Linked DNA regions of Zea mays: region 2 is linked to region 1. Evidence: chromatin contacts called from public Hi-C data. All regions are on one chromosome and are shown on one strand. Each heading gives the region's core, a stretch centred on a gene start, on an enhancer-like site or on the middle of the called end of the contact. The rest is flanking DNA. Distances are from core to core; before and after follow the strand shown.

The links. A called contact is a pair of places that touch in the nucleus more often than the background predicts.
Region 2: a Hi-C map of tassel shows a contact between it and region 1, with 5 times the contacts expected there. The contact joins the promoter of LOC100191552 here to the enhancer-like site in region 1. A contact is called at or near these places in 7 of 25 Hi-C or Micro-C datasets (bundle sheath, ear, leaf and 2 more).

Annotation. Positions count from the first base shown.
Region 1 is chr1:38,681,151-38,685,472 of Zm-B73-REFERENCE-NAM-5.0, forward strand. It overlaps LOC100283374 (clathrin binding protein), which reads left to right. Exons shown (of 10, transcript NM_001156275.1): 9 at 525-599; 10 at 863-1,219. The coding sequence ends at 991. Among protein-coding and RNA genes, the nearest start is that of LOC100283374, 15 kb to the left of the region's middle. Within about 2 kb of position 2,176, at least 20 of the 20 cell types and tissues checked have an H3K27ac peak or open chromatin away from gene starts, as enhancers often do. A contact at or near this core is called in bundle sheath, ear, leaf and 2 more, where this site is marked.
Region 2 is chr1:38,789,966-38,794,290 of Zm-B73-REFERENCE-NAM-5.0, forward strand. LOC100191552 (class I heat shock protein 3) reads left to right here and starts at 1,457. Exons shown (of 1, transcript NM_001136982.1): 1 at 1,457-2,287. The coding sequence starts at 1,576. The coding sequence ends at 2,055. It overlaps LOC100216767 (Fructose-1,6-bisphosphatase), which reads right to left. Exons shown (of 4, transcript NM_001157234.2): 1 at 4,114-4,325; 2 at 3,699-3,923; 3 at 3,088-3,594; 4 at 2,792-3,017. The coding sequence ends at 2,946.

The sequences.
Region 1 (4,322 bases), core at 926-3,425:
TTAATGGCTAATATTATGCACACATGATTTGAATTTCCTCATTCTCCAGTACCATTTATTATTGCGTGAGAAGTCCTGAAATTATGTGAACTCTGTATTGGGTACATGACTAGCCTGGAACTATGTGGAGTTCTATTTCTGATTCCAGCATCTAATTTAAATGAATAATGAGTTTGAAAAAAAAGATCTGTTGGGGTAGACAGATCCTGGATATTCTGCTTAAGATAGAATGTGACCTTCTCACGCTAAGAAAACCCCTGAACCCCTGGTCCCACCCGTACGCAGCGGCACCATTGCCCAACGCATGCTAAGGTGGGAAGTCAAACTCCTGACCTGGGGCTTGTCACCATGGGATGGCCACCAACCGAACTACAGCTAGTTCATCAAAGCTTGACACCATATCACAAGTGCTAAAATTTGCATACAATTAGTCTGTATTGGGTACTATGAGTCTGCGCTGCTGAACATAGCAGCACCTTATTCTATTAGCTCATGAATTTCTTTTTTACTTGCTTTTTGGGCAGGTTATTCATCCATTCGATGCTCAGGCTGATGGTGAGCTCAGTCTCGCGGTGGGTGAATACGTTGTGGTCCGCCAGGTACATGGTTTGCTTTATATGTTGACAATCAAGTCGTATCGAGGTTCTGCCGTTCTGGGATACCTCATGGCCAAGTTGGGTTAACAAATAATACAAATTCATAGCTCCCCACTAAATAATCTATAGTAATTCATAAGGCATCATCCTATTGTGAAGTGTTGTTACTCAGTAAAAATGTAACCAGCAATCTTTTAGAAAACGAGCAGATGCTAGATATGGAGGGGGCCGGGAATGCTGACTAAGCACATTGTCTTTCTTCACAGGTGGCTGCAAATGGTTGGTCTGAAGGTGAATGCAAGGGAAAGGCTGGCTGGTTCCCATCTGCCTACGTAGAGCAGAGGGACAGAGCCCCGGCAAGCAAGGTGATAGAGCCTGGACTTCTGACTACCTGATCCATCCCGTAGTTATGGCTGCTGACTTGCTGTCATGGTCCTTTTTTTTTCTACATTATTGTACATGACATGCCCCATGAGTGATTAGCGTATGGCAGAACCTTCACCTTTTCTGTGCAGATTATTGTTCTTCTAGCCTTTTCGTTGGTCGGTAACTGTATGTAAAATGTAGTTCTGTCTGTTAGGATTTCCTTCCGGTATTATAACATTGTACAGAGCTATTGGTGATGAGATGCTGTCAGCTTGCCCTTTCTTTTCGGACAGTGTGCTTCCTGACAGATTTATGCTAACTAATGGTTTCGTAACAGTGAGACTGGCACTGCTGCCGGTGGTTATGGTACGAAACACTGTAGATGGTAGAAGCGGAATATGATTTGAGGCTTTCTTCAGAAGTTTTGTGTAGGTAGATGTTACCAGTCTGAAACTAACCTTGTCCTTGTATGGACCTCGGAGGCTATTGACCTCCTGTATGTAACCTTTTGTAGAGGTAGATCTAACGAGAATTTGCTGTAGATGTATATATTGAATGGCATCGTTGTCCGGAACAGAAGTAGAATAGGCAAAGGACGCAATTGAAGCAACATGTACACCTGACTGGGCAAAAGAAGCTTGGTGGTTGGATCCTTCGACACAAGCTTTATCCGAAGTCTGAACCTCAACTGGCACAGAAACCGTTTCCCTCCTCTCAATTGGCACAGAAACCGTTTCGCTCCTCAGGGTTTGTTCGGTTATTTTTAATTTAGGCCTTGTTTGGTTATTTCTAATACACGTAGATTGGATGAGATTGGAAAAAATTAAGAAAAAGTTTGACTTGTTTGGGATTCAATCTCATCTAATCCCACTCAATCTGTATGGATTGAGAGCTAACCGAACAGACCCTTATATGAATTAAAGTGGATTGATATGGATTAGGAGAGTTTTGACTTACTGGAGGTTGAAATATAACCGAACATACCCTCACCGGCCACAAGCTGCTGCTTTGCGCGACGCTGCAGGAGCTGAATTTATGGAGCAAAGACTCGCATCTCTTCTTCTGCCGGTCTGGCGTAGCGAGCATGAGGCCGCGGTTGCTTTTTGCCGTGCCGCGGCACTCGGCACGCAAACGGAGCCCGGAAAGCTCACAGGCTCACAGCCCAGCCTTCGTCGGGCTCAGCACGCAGGCATCGTCATTGCGCAAGTGGGGCGCTGCTGTGTGTGGTGTGGTGTCCACGGATTGATGGCTTTGCGTTTCCCCGCTCACCGGTCCGAGGCCGTTGGGGCCACGCGCAGTTAATGATAGCTGTCTGACCCAGCGGCGTCGCTCGTTTCGATCGAAGAAACAGCAAAAAAGGAGGAGGAAGGCGTGGTGGGGTGCTGGAGAGGGGAGACCTGCCAGTGATACCCATTCAGGCCCTGTTTGGAAGTGGAGTTTTTCCATGGTTTTTGAGAAATACCATAGTATCTGCTAATACTACGGTATTTTAGATCAGAAGCCGTTTGAGAGATCATTAGAAAACAGAGTTTCCAATACTATGGTTTTACTGGAACCGTAGTATTTTTGGAGTATTCGATACAGAGGTCTCGACCCAAGTTTTCTGTTCCGCGCGCGCTCGATGAACTGACTCGCGCTTTTTTTTTCCGCAGCCGCCGCCGCCCAGGCCCTAGCTTTCTCTCCCGCAGCCGCCGCCGCCCAGGCCCCAGTTCTCTCTCCCGCAGCCGCCCCCATCTCTCTCTCCCGCCGACGCCCAGCCCTTTTCCATCCACCGCCGCCGCCCCAGCTCTGGTTCCCGTCGCCCCCATGTCCTCTGACGCCCAAGTTATAGCAGGCTGGCAGAAGAGAAGACTTGTCTCTTGTGAGATGGAAGCAAAATTGTCTTTTGTTTGATCGCTGGAAGTGTTCCAGCACTACTGCAGCCACCTGGAAGTGCTTTTGTTTGTTTGTTCGCTGCAAAAGCTTTTGAACGTGTAACTGCTAGTTGAATCAGAGAACGTGTATCTGCTATTTGAATCAGCCAAATACTGTGGTATCAAACAATGCTATGTATGGACAAATACTTTGATTATACTCTGGTTTTGCTAAAACTGTGGTATTGTGTCGCAACATACTGTAAACCATGGTATTGAAATACTGTGGTTTTAGAAAACTTTATTTCCAAACAGGGCCTCATCCTTGTCTGATCCACTATAGCCGGTGTTGGATGGCAGCGACATGTTTCTCTCCTCTCGCTGAGCATTGGCTCGGCATCCATCAATGCTACTGTGCCTGAGAAAGAGAACTAGAGGGATCTATCGATCTGACTATCAGTTTGTGCTTAAGCTTTCTCACGTACCGCATGCATCCAGCATTATTCACAAACACTGCTAGTAGTGGTCCGTTTCTGTCCATCAAAAACCCAACATTTCGATTTTCAACGACGAAAAGTAGAGGCCAGTATTGTTATTACTAGCAGTAGCTTTGCTTAAACGGAAACAACGGCTTCAGCTTGTAATGAAACAGAAGCAGCAGTTCGGCAGGGTAAAGCTTGTAATGAAACAGAAGCAGCAGTTCGGCAGGGTAAAGATGAGGCTGCTGGCTTGGCAGATCAGCAGATGGACTGGGGTTACGTTGCGATGAGAGGATAGGACACCGAGTAACAGACAGCGCAGCTCAGCTCAGCAACCTCTGGGTCGCCTCGTCGGTCAGGGGTTCGGCCCCACCGGCAGCTCTTACATCAACGTCCCGTGATCTGCACCCGTAGAAGCGCATTCGGCCTTCCAACATCATTTCCCTCCCCACTCTTACGTCCTAAAATAAAAATTAATGTATTTGTTATATATATATATATATATCAAAATTCATAATTATTCATTTAAATATAGATATAAAAATCAAAAACTAAAAAGACTAATATTTTAGAAAAAAAACAAAGGAAAAACAGGTTTTTGTTATTATAATACTACTAGTATCGGTGGCTTCTCAGAAGTGTTTAAAATAGCGGGATAAAGCATTTATGCTCGGCCTTTTTTAACAGCTAGAAAAGGATATATCCGGATATCACCGCAGCTAAATGTTTTAGCGGTTTTCAGAACATAGAACAATCGAGTAGCATTACCCATGTAATAAACTAATAACCAAAGCAAAAAAATACAATAGGCGGTTCAAACTTCAGAACCAGAAATAATAGCAAGGAAAAAACATTCATTTGCTAAGTTTTATAGTCTACTGGTTGCAACAATCACTGGTTGCAACATTCAGTGTACTGAGCAGCAAAACATACAACATACTGAGCAGCAAAAGTACTTCAAAAGGAATTACAAAGTTGCTAAGTTCCAAGACATTAATTTGATAAGTTGCAACTAGATAAAATACGAA
Region 2 (4,325 bases), core at 207-2,706, 110 kb after region 1:
CACGGCTTCCTTTGGTACCTCCAAGCGGCCAAGGAAACCCATATAGGACGAGGACACAGGGCGTGGTAGCGATGCGAGGGCAACGAGTTCAATATGGCCCGAGAGCGGAGCAGGTAGGGGTGGGCATTCGGTTTATTAGGGTAATTCGGTTCAGTCTATTCGGATTTGTGAAATTTTGGGTTCTGAAAAATAAGAATTGTTTTTTCAAAATAATTTTAGGAACCGAACCCAAATAGACTCACAATTTCGGTTCGGTCTATTCGGTCCACCGAATAGACCCAAATAGTAGAGAGACTAGTATCTTTTGTTAAAATATATACACCGAATAATTAATTGGAAGTACTATTATTACAAGTTTACAACGAGTGACTATAAAAAATAACATACAAAGATATATATATATATTATATCATAATTTTTAGCTAATAAGTTCATAAATCATACAATAATACCATCACATATTAAGATCTTATATATTTTGGGTTATTCGGTCTATTCGGGTTTTGAAAGTTAGGAACCGAACCCGAAAACCCGAATAGACCATCAATTCGGTCTATTCGGGTTCGGTTCGGATTCGGGTTCGGGTTTCGGTTTTAAAATGCACACCCCTAGAAGCAGGGTGCGAGGGAGGGAAGGCGTGTGGGGACTCAGCAAAGGTGCCTAGCGGCTTGGATGGGATGACGAGCGGGATAGAGAAACGAGCAAGATGAAGAGTCCGTTGGATTGAGATTTTGTTGTCATTTTTCTATTTTTTTATCAATGCTAATTGATTTATGATCTGTTTGGTTGAGTTGTGGCTGTGAAAAAAATTGTTGTGTGCTGTGAAAAAGCTGTTGTGGGCTGTGAGCTCTTAAAAAGCTAAAAATCATTTGGTGGAAACCACTAAAAGCCGTTAAAAGTTCTTCGATATATGTCTTTATAGTTCTATCTAAAAGCCACTAAAAGCAGGTCTTGGTGTGCTTTCAGTTTTAGACTGCGAAAAAATCAGCTTTTACAAAAAGCTACTTTTTAGATTCAATCCTTTGATTTGGTTTTTAGCTTTTATAGGATAAAAGTCAAAGCTAAAAATCAAACCAAACACACATCCTTAGCTATGCTGCTGGAGTTGTTCTAATTGACGGACGGCTGGCTTATGTGGTCGTGGGCTTCTGGATACTTCTACCTCCTACGAGAACGTACTAGTTGCCACTGGACATGAAGGACTGGGCCACAGATGGAAACTGTTGGGCCAGCCGTGATAGGGAATTCCTTCCTCGACCAAGAGATTGTCGAAGATTCCAGATCAATCTAATAGGTCAAGTCCACTACGTAGGATACAGTCCATAGCAAGTCGAGTGAATTCTAGCCCAACTGTGAGATCTAGTAGGTTCTAGCCCACGCTGGGGCACACGAGAAACCCACAGACAGGCCCTCCCGTCGCTTGCTATAAATTGAGCCCCCCGCGTCGACGCTCGCCATCACAAGCCAGAACAGCCAAGAACAGAGATACCCGAGTCGCCGAAGCAACCACTCACAATCCCAATCTCCCGCGTCACTCAAAACCCGAAGTAACAACCGTCGTCGGTCCGACCAACAATGTCGCTGATTCGCCGTGGAAACGCATTCGACCCCTTCTCCCTCGACCTCTGGGACCCCTTCGAGGGCTTCTTCCCCTTCGGCTCCGGCGGCGTCCGCAGCCTCGTTCCCTCGTTGCCGCGCACCAGCTCGGAGACCGCGGCATTTGCCGGCGCGCGGATCGACTGGAAGGAGACCCCCGAAGCGCACGTGTTCAAGGCGGACGTGCCGGGGCTGAGGAAGGAGGAGGTCAAGGTGGAGGTCGAGGACGGCAACGTCCTGCAGATCAGCGGCGAGCGCAACAAGGAGCACGAGGAGAAGAACGACAGGTGGCACCGGGTGGAGCGCAGCAGCGGCAAGTTCCTTCGCAGGTTCAGACTGCCGGACAACGCCAAGGCAGACCAGATCAAGGCGTCCATGGAGAACGGCGTGCTCACCGTCACCGTGCCCAAGGAGGAGGCCAAGAAGGCCGACGTCAAGAACGTCCAGATCACCGGCTAGGAAGGAAGCACGCGTGCGCTGTGGAGTTTGAAACACAACTGTTCAAGCATGGGTGTCCTACTACGCGTCTTATGTAATTTTGTGTAGTGATTATCCGTTATGTACTCCCGTTGTGTGCAGTGATTTCTGTTATGTGGTCTGGGTGTCCGGCGTGCCACCGTTGCGTGGAGCCATCAAGTATCTATAATGCGTTTATAAATGAAAACCTAATACAATCTGTTCTGTACTACAATTGTATCCCGTGTTTGTTTGCAGTACCAGAAAACTCTGTTTGCCCTCTCGTCGTACCAGTACCGTTCCTAGTACGTTATTGTACTCGTGAATATCAAATTTTATTAAATTTAATTTTAATTACAAAATTGTTAGTAACACTTATAATTTAAAATCAATTTAAAATAGATTTTAAGGGTTTATTTAATACTATATATATAATTAATAAAGTGTTTGGTTTCTTGGACATTTATTTTAAAGTGTTTGGTTTCTTGGACATTTATTTTAAAACGGAGGAGCATATATTCTCTCAGTTCCACAATAAATCTTCGTTCTAAAGTCTACCGATATCGATACATTGGTTTCAAAGTAAGTAAGTATTTATAGGAGTGTGCCGATCTTTAATTTGATTAGATATATATAAAAATAATATCAATATTTATATCTATATATATTTTACTATAAAATGATACGATATGATCAATCTAGTAATTTTTTATCTAATACTATAAATACTAATGTTGTGTGTGTATATATATTAGATCAAAATTGAGATTGTTTGATTTATCGAAATATGAGATGAAGAAGACTTATTTGGGGTGGGAAAGAGAGAGTACATGTATATTCCCTCCCTAAACTTGATGTCTTCGGGAGTCCATCTGATGAGAGAGCTCTGGCATTCAAGCCAGGAATTTCTCCACCTTGTCCACTTCCTCCACGCTCCCAATGTACAGAGGCACTCTTTGGTGGATCTGCACGACGCAAACTGGTTAATCTATCAGCTGGACACAGTTCTACATTCAAGATCAAGTAGTTTGATACCTCTGTAGGTGTGATGTCAAGAATTCTCTGGTGGCCGTCAGAGCCCTTGCCACCGGCCTGCTCGACGATGAAGCTCATGGGGGCGCACTCGTAGAGAAGCCGCAGCTTGCCGTTCTTGCTCTTCTTGTCCCTGGGGTACCCGTAGATCCCTCCGTAGAGCAGAGTGCGGTGGAAGTCGCCGACGAGGCTGCCGATGTACCGCGCGGAGTAGGGCTTCCCCGAGTCGCCGGGCTCCTTGAGGCTGTCCATGTACAGCTTCAGCTTGTCGTCCCAGAGCGCGTAGTTGCCCTCGTTGAAGGCGTAGATCTTGCCCGCCTTGGGGATCTGCACCTTCTCCTGCGTCAGCACGAACTCGCCGTACATGGGGTCCAGCGTGAACACGTACACCCCGGTGCCGACGGTGAGCACGAAGATCACCGAGCTCGAGTACATGCAGTAGCCGGCGGCCAGCAGGTTGCTCCCCGGCTGGCACACGTTCACGATGCACCTCTGCTCCACCGAATCAAGCTGCGCGCGCGTACGTAGTGTAGTGTTGGAGATAGAATTGTGTCACGTAATGAGCCAGTCAGAACAGAAAGAAGGTAAGGGAGATGAGATTAATTAGCACTCACGGTGTCGTTGTCGTCGACGTCGGCGAGGCACTCGTCGTTGGGGTTGTAGATGCCGAAGATGGAGCCAGTGGAGACGGCGGCGTCGATGTTGGAGGAGCCGTCGAGAGGGTCGAACACGACGATGTAGTTGCCGGAGTAGCTCTGCTCCACCGCTACGGGCACGTCCTCCTCCTCCGAGGCGATCACGCCGGTGCGCCCGCTCGACTTGAGGCAGTTGGAGAACACCTGCGCGCGCGCGATCGAGCGTCGTGTTGTACGTTCTTGAATGGTTCTTGTGTTTTTGTGTGCTTGCGTTTGGTAGCGGCTGTGTGTGACGCTGCTGTTTCTTTCTTCTTTGTTTTTGTGTGTGGTTCGGCTGTATCTGCTGTGTCAGTGTGTATAACACAAAACGTGGGCGAGCCACTCAATTAATTACCTCGTTGGAGACGACATCGAGCTTCTTCTGGTCCTCGCCCTGCACGTTGACGGCGCCCTGAACGCCCGTGAGGTTGGAGATGGGCGCGCGCTGCACCAGCGCGGCGATCTGCTTGCACGCCGTGGATATGCTGGCCAGCACGATGGTCATCTCGTTGTCGATCGCGCCGGTCCGCTCCTGCTGCAGCAGCCACGTCGTGAGCGTCACGATCT